Linked DNA regions of Triticum aestivum: region 1 is linked to region 2. A link is a contact called in public HiCAR-type data. All regions are on one chromosome and are shown on one strand. The core of a region is the stretch at or near the end of the contact, and the rest is flanking DNA. Distances in the headings are between cores, read along the strand shown.

Region 1 (3,610 bases), core at 29-2,528, 210 kb before region 2:
TTGTAAGCCTTTTCAAGCTGACCTGATCGGGCTAGCAAATCAGTCACGCAACCGTAGTGCTTTATCCCAGGAACGATACCATACTCCCTCATGCTGTCGAAGTATTGTAGCCCTTCGCTCACCATGCCAGAATGGCTACAGGCATAGAGCAGGCCCAGGAATGTAACAGCATCCGGCTTTATCCCTTGCTTCTTCATCTCTTCGAACAGCGAAATGGCCTCCCTGCCGTAGCTGTGGTTAGCATACGCCACGATCATCACGGACCATGCTTGCCTGTCTATTGATTCCATACCCTGGAACACACCGATGGCATCCTCCAAGCTCCCGCACTTCCCATACATGTCGATCAGCGCAGTGTTGACCTTCACGAGGGAGTCAAGCCCTGCCTTCCTGACATACTCGTGGATCCACCTCCCCAGCTCCAATGCTCCCAGTAGTGCGCACGCCGAGAGCACGCTGGTCAACGTCACGGGCGTCGGCTTGAGCCCCTTGGCCTGCATCTCCCGGAACAGCACCAGCGCGTCCCCGGGCCGGCTGCTCCTCACAGCGGCGGTGATCATTGCATTGTACGAGACCACGCAGTCCCCGTCCGGCACCCTGCCAAACATGGCATGCGCCGACCGCGTGTCCCCGCACTCGGCGTACATGTTGATCAGCGTGGGCAGGACGTACTCGTGGTCCGCGGCGCCTGTCTTGACGGCCACGCCGTGCGCCTGCCGGCCCTCCTCCCCGGCCCGCCCCGCCGCGCACGCCTTGAGCAGCGACACGAACGTGTACGTGTCCGGCGCAACGCCCTCCTCCAGCATCCGCACGAACACCCGCGTCGCCTCGGCGTGCGGGGCGGCGCCGTCGGCCGAGCGCGCGTACCCGCGCAGCAGCGTGTTGTACCAGACGACGTCCCCGGGGCTGGGGATTCTGTCGAACACCTGCCGTGCGTACTCGAGGTGCGCCGGGGCCGCGCCCAGCTCGGTGCAGAGCGTGAGGAGCCTGGTGACGAAGGCCGGGTACGCGCCCAGGCCGGACTTGACGGCGGCGGCGTGGAGCTGGGCGAGCGCCCGGAGGCTCGTGCAGTGCGGGAGGTGGGGGAGGAGCGGGTGGTGCGACGGCGGGCTCTTGGACTTGGCGGGAAGGAGAGGGGTGGGCGTGGCGGTCAGAGGCGAGGACGACATGGCCGTCGTGCGATGCTGCCTATCCTCTGCCGGCGAGTGGATCGTCTCACTCTCCTCATCGGCCGGAGAAGATTACACGGCGTCGGATGTTTTGCGGGTTGGGCTTACATGTGGGCCCAACGTGTCAGATACCATCTACACACAAAAAAACGTGTCAGAGACCATTTAAATGTAAAAGAAAAGTGCACTATTTATTTGTTTTCAAACGTTTTCCGGGATTTTGTTGCGTTCCATAATATTTTGACAAAAAAGTGTATAGTTTTGTGTTATAATACTCTTTCTGTTTTTTAGTTGCTGATAAAGACCACATGAAAAGATGACCGTGTTGATAAAAAAAAAATATCAATATCTTGTTTTCTAGTACAATATTTTATATGGTGAATAGTTCTACTACTCAAAATATGAGTCTAGAGAAATGTATTTGAGTGACAACTCCACTGTCTATTCCAGCTGTCACCCTCAAAACGATGTTTCGTCAGCACCACACTTGGCCATCGTCATCTCTTCTTGAGCAACACTCTCGCTCTCTTGCTCATTTATGTCTCTGCACCGACGAGGGGTGAGGCGTTCACCTCCATCTTCAACCCATAGCCACGCCCTCGGCGATCTCCAACAAAAGTTGTGGAGTTTACCTTGTAATCCCAATCCATTCGCCAAGAGCACGGCAAGGAGGCGCCCCTTCGACGACTTCTCTACTTTCATTTTCGGGTAAGTTTTTTATGAAAGAAAAGGAAAAGTCATATTTTTCGTATTTGTTTTAAGGCATACTTTACGTACTTTTTGTGTTTTATAATATATGGAGCAAATGTATATAGTTTTATGTTATACTGCTCATCTTGTTTTCAAGGTGCTAATAAAGACCACACGTAAACAAAGTTTGTATACATCAAGGAATACTAGTGTTTAATTTTTACAAGAACTTTTGTAGTAAGTACTTGTATTCCCACATGAGTTTGAAAACTATGAGTCCAATATAAATGTGTTTGAGTTATGATTCTATTGTCTAATCGAGTTGTCACCAAATGACGTTTTCTTAGCACCACACTTCCCATCCTTATCTCTTATTGAGCACCGCTATCACTCATTCATGTCTCTGCACCGACGAGGGGTGAGGCGTTCACCTTCATCACAACCTATCACCACAACCTTAATGATCTCCAACAAAGATGTGGAGTTTACATTGTAATCCCAACCCATCCACCAAGCGCAAGGCAATGAGGCGTGTCTTCGGAGACTTCTCTACTTTCCTCTTCGGGTTAGCTTTTATTATTACTACTATATAAGTGCTTTATGCGTAGATTCTTTTGCTGCCTAAATCTTCCATTTAGTTGCTTGTGGCACTCTTAAATTTTCTACAAATATTGATGTGATAATCTTCCGAGAATAGTAGGTGTTCTTGGTGGAGAAAAGGGTCCCGTGGGTGGGAAGTGATCATCCCCGGAGTCGTTTGTGCCAAAATCCCGCAACAAAGAGCAACCAACATCCAATTCTACGGAGGCCACTCCCGCTAAGTGGCTCCTCGGGTTAGATAGTAAACCATCGAGCATGATCTGATAGACTAGGATTATGGTTTTGGTAGAGTGGGAGGAGAGGTTAGGGAAGGCGGTGGGTAGAGGATGGCTAAGTATCCAAGTGCCGGTCGTGAAGGATGTGGATAAACCGTTGTTGGTGAGGACGAAATATATTCTTGGAGGAAGGGCAAATGATAGTCGGCCATTTTTCAAAGGCAGGATGGATCGGTGCATATGCCGCAGCGTACGAGTAGCGAGAGTGAAACAAGGTAAATCCAAGTGAGGTCCAAAAGCGAAAATAATTTAAAAGCGGATTTCTTTTTTTTTTCTTTCAAAATGACAGTTATCTTGCATTCATTAAGAAGAAAAGAGTTGTTCAGTTAATTAGCAAAAACCAAATTACCCAGTTAATACGAAGAACCGAGCGTAACCGCTGAGCGGCACACGTAAGAAACCCACACACCTCACTCCAAAAAGAGGGCCATACCCCTAGAGGCATCATCGCCATCCCTACTCTCTGGGCAAACGACTCCGACTTCGTGATAGGCGATCGTCGACTGAACCGACGCCGCAGCGAACGCCTATGCTGCGGCATAGACATTTGTACAAAGTGATTTCTTATTCCTAGACCAGCATTTTAGGTTTTGGTCAACTTATTACGTCGAACCTCGGCGTACGAAAAAGGAGATCATGGTAGAGTGTTTTTTAAGGGGGGATCTAGGAGGCCAAAAGCGTAGTAGGGGGTCAAATCACACCCCGTCCCATCCCGCGTTTTGCTTTACGCGAGGAGCAGGGTCAATGCGTGCGGAGAGACAAAAGGCAGGGGTGTTCCTGTACGTCCCCATGGATGGGCAGGGGTCAACACAGACGCACGGCACGGAAATCCGATCCCGATCCCAGGTTCGTCGTCGTTGTCGTCGGGTGGAGACG
Region 2 (3,235 bases), core at 102-2,601:
TTCCTCCACCAACGCCATCGCAACATATAGTGACCTCAGGCCTCTCTTATTTAGGGCATCACTTTGACACGCTACTCTCTAATCTATCGACTATCGTGATTCTTGTCGCCTCTGACCACAACAGACAAAGCACTAAGTGGTGGCTCATGTAAGTCATTGTCGTAGGTGGCAGTGGTCAATGCTAACGGTGCATCATTGCTGGGATGGTGCCACTCTCGTGACATCAACCTTTTTTCCGTTGTGCCTCCATCAAAGCATGACACCAAACCTTGTCAGGGTTGCCTTTAGTCGCTTCCTTGTACGTTTTTCCAAAGCTCACGGAAAAGAGGAAAACAGAAACATGAAGAATGGGGAAGTCTAGTAACGCTCGAGAGAGAAACATGATCGTCTTGTGTCATCGTGTGAACATGTGGAGCATGAGGGGGAGGGGGAGGTTGTTCCTCGCCAACGTGTAATAGCTAATTGTCTTTTCTTCTTCTATAATATCAAACATAATATGAAGAGATTCAGTGCTTCATGAGACGTGCGTGAAGTGGGTCCAATATCCATAGCCACCACATCATGAAACACACGAATGGTTCTAGCGCGACCAGTTGCAAGGTGTAAACCCCCTAACTGGATTTTTTTCACCCTGAGATTTCAAACATAATCTAAAGAGATTCGGTGTTTCATGAGATGCACATGGAGCGGGTCCCAATGAACCATTTTCGATCTTCATAGATGTCGTGATCTTCTATATTCATAGCCACCGCGCCATGAAACACGCGTGCGGTTTTAGGCGACGGTTGCATGATTTACCCCCCATCCCCCTCAAGCATAATCTAAGGAGATTTGATGTTCCATAAGATGCACGTGGCAGGGCCCTAATGGACCATTTAGATATCTAATCTTCACATCTGCCATGACCCTTCGATCTTCGTAGGTGCGCCCGGTGAACACGCGAGGGGCCCCAGGCCAACGGTCGCAAATTTGTGATCCCTAATTGGAATTTCCAAAATTCAAAACATAATAACCTACGGAGTCCCGATGTTCGACAAATGTGTGGGGGCGCGCACAAGGGAGCATAATTGTACGTCTCTTGGAAGACATAACCTTCAAGATTCCGAGCATAATTTTGTGGATACAAAAGACGCGCACATTATTATTATTTTTTGACGGTAATCATCAAATACATACAGTGTTGAAAACGAAATGACAATTGCGTGGCTGTCATCAACAAAAAAAATACTCTAAAATAAAACCCGGCGAAGAAGCCGTCTTCCTGGGACAGCGACTCCAGTGTGGTGGCAATTATCCCTCTCCCGGAGAGGGAAAAAGGCAGGCGCCACCATAAATCCCCCGTCTCCACAGACCAGTCCGCCTCCGTCCGCATGCGCTAGCCTCCGGTAATCCATCATTGGCTCCAGCCGATTCACGCACACCCGCCGTGCCGAATTCCCTTCTTTTATCCACGTAGATGCCGCAATTATCTCCCTCTCATGCGCCTGTTGCCTTGCAAGTTGGATGCATTTGATCCCCCCGTCCCTGTGGGGTAGCAAGAAGAAATAGAAGAAGAGGAGAAGAAGAGGCTGCCGCTGCCACCATCTTTATCGGCTGGCTGGATTCCTCATCTGCTTCTCCCTTGCTTTCCTTCGGGCTTCTCCGAGAGGGAGAGACCCACCTCGCGTCCTCCCTCCTCTCTCTGGTCCCCGCTCCCGGGGAGCAACCCTTTTAGTGCAAGATTCAATCTGCTCCTGCTCGCCCCGCCGCTCCCTTACTCCTCCTCGCCCCGCAGATTCGCCTCCCTCCTCCTCCTCTCCTCGCGCCGTGCGGCGGTTCTTGATCCGCTCCAGTCCTGCCGTGTGCCGGTGGGCGCCGCTGCTCCAGGTCCGGCCAAAGGTTGCTGCTTGCGGGGTCCGTGGCGGCGGGCGGGTGGCTGCGTTCCGGCGGCGGCGGCGGCCTCGATCTGCGCCGGGGCTCAGATTTGATCGGCGTGGCGCGCTCCTGGAGCCCGGGGTTCCGATTCGGCCGCGCTCCCGGTGTGCTGCCCCAATTCCCCGACTTTGATGAGGCTCTCGCACTGTGAGACCTACTGCGCCTCCCCCCTCTGCTACATCCCGTGCCTCCCCAAATCCAAAGATGCACCACCACCCGCCGCCGCCGCCGACGCCGTCTCCGCGGCCCCCTGCCCGGTCGAGGACAAGCCGCCTCAGGTCCAGAAGTTTGAGGCCGTCGCGCCGGCGGCGGCCGACAAGGATGAAGACGACAAGGACCACAAGGAGCACGAGGACGGCGAGAAGACGGCGCCGCCGATGCCACTACCCAAGAGCAACCTCAAGAAGGCCAATTGCGGCGAGGACGGCGCCTGCGCCCCCAAGGGCAATGTGAAGTGGCTTGATTTGCTGGGGAAGGATCTCACCGAGGTCAAGGAGTTCGAGCCAAGGTATACACACCACACCACCATCTCCCTCCATGAACTTTTCCAACTGAATTGGCTTGTCTTGCTGCTGTTGCCCATTCACCAGGATGGATGAATTATTGTCTTGTGACGTGTATGCAATTAACTAGGCGAATGTTTTGCATGCTCCGATTTTAGTAACCCAAGGTGTGCACCAAAGACCCGATCCTCCCGGGATATTAAATCATATTGCGCGTTGTGCGAGCGTTGACATGCGCGAATGAAACCATTCCCCGGCGCCAGATGCGCGTCTGCTTTCCTTAATCTATCTTCAATGATGTCTCACATTGCATTGTTTTGTTCCTCCTAGAAATCTGCTTCTTGATACGGGGAGGGGACAGGTCACCCAGTATTGTACTGCAACTTGGAACGACTCGGTCATAATATTTACTTCGGACACGTATAGATAGATAGGTCTATCTATATGCCCCGGCAATCCGAGAGACATCCTTCTGATGCACTGCATTTCTATATGCTTGGTTTTGGTGGGGAGTAGATGACAGGATCAGCTTTATACATGTGTTGGACTTGGTATTCAAGCGAGTTTTGTTTATTCCGAAAAATTTAGCTATGACTTCTGAAATGTTGTCAGCTAGTTATGTAGATTGTGTTGGCATCAGTAATCTTCTAGATTCTAAATTCCACCATCTAAACTTTAGCAAAGTGGGCTCAGGGCATGCTTTCCACCTGTCTATAATAGCGTAAAATTGTATGGTCAATAACTTTGGAGTCTTTTTTCTGATCAAAAAGTAATTCTGGGGCGATACCTATTTTATTTATACTCCTAATTTTAGACCA

What was found. HiCAR-type assays count read pairs that join an accessible place to other places.
Region 1: a HiCAR-type map of leaf shows a contact between it and region 2, with 5 times the contacts expected there. The contact joins the promoter of LOC123123175 here to the promoter of LOC123123174 in region 2. A contact is called at or near these places in 4 of 5 Hi-C or Micro-C datasets (leaf and an unstated tissue) and 1 of 1 datasets of contacts at active chromatin or transcription factors (leaf).

What each region holds. Positions count from the first base shown.
Region 1 is chr5D:498,032,326-498,035,935 of IWGSC CS RefSeq v2.1, reverse strand. LOC123123175 (pentatricopeptide repeat-containing protein At2g02980, chloroplastic-like) reads right to left here and starts at 1,278. Exons shown (of 1, transcript XM_044543641.1): 1 at 1-1,278. The coding sequence starts at 1,169.
Region 2 is chr5D:497,826,480-497,829,714 of IWGSC CS RefSeq v2.1, reverse strand. LOC123123174 reads left to right here and starts at 1,351. Exons shown (of 2, transcript XM_044543640.1): 1 at 1,351-2,422. The coding sequence starts at 2,046.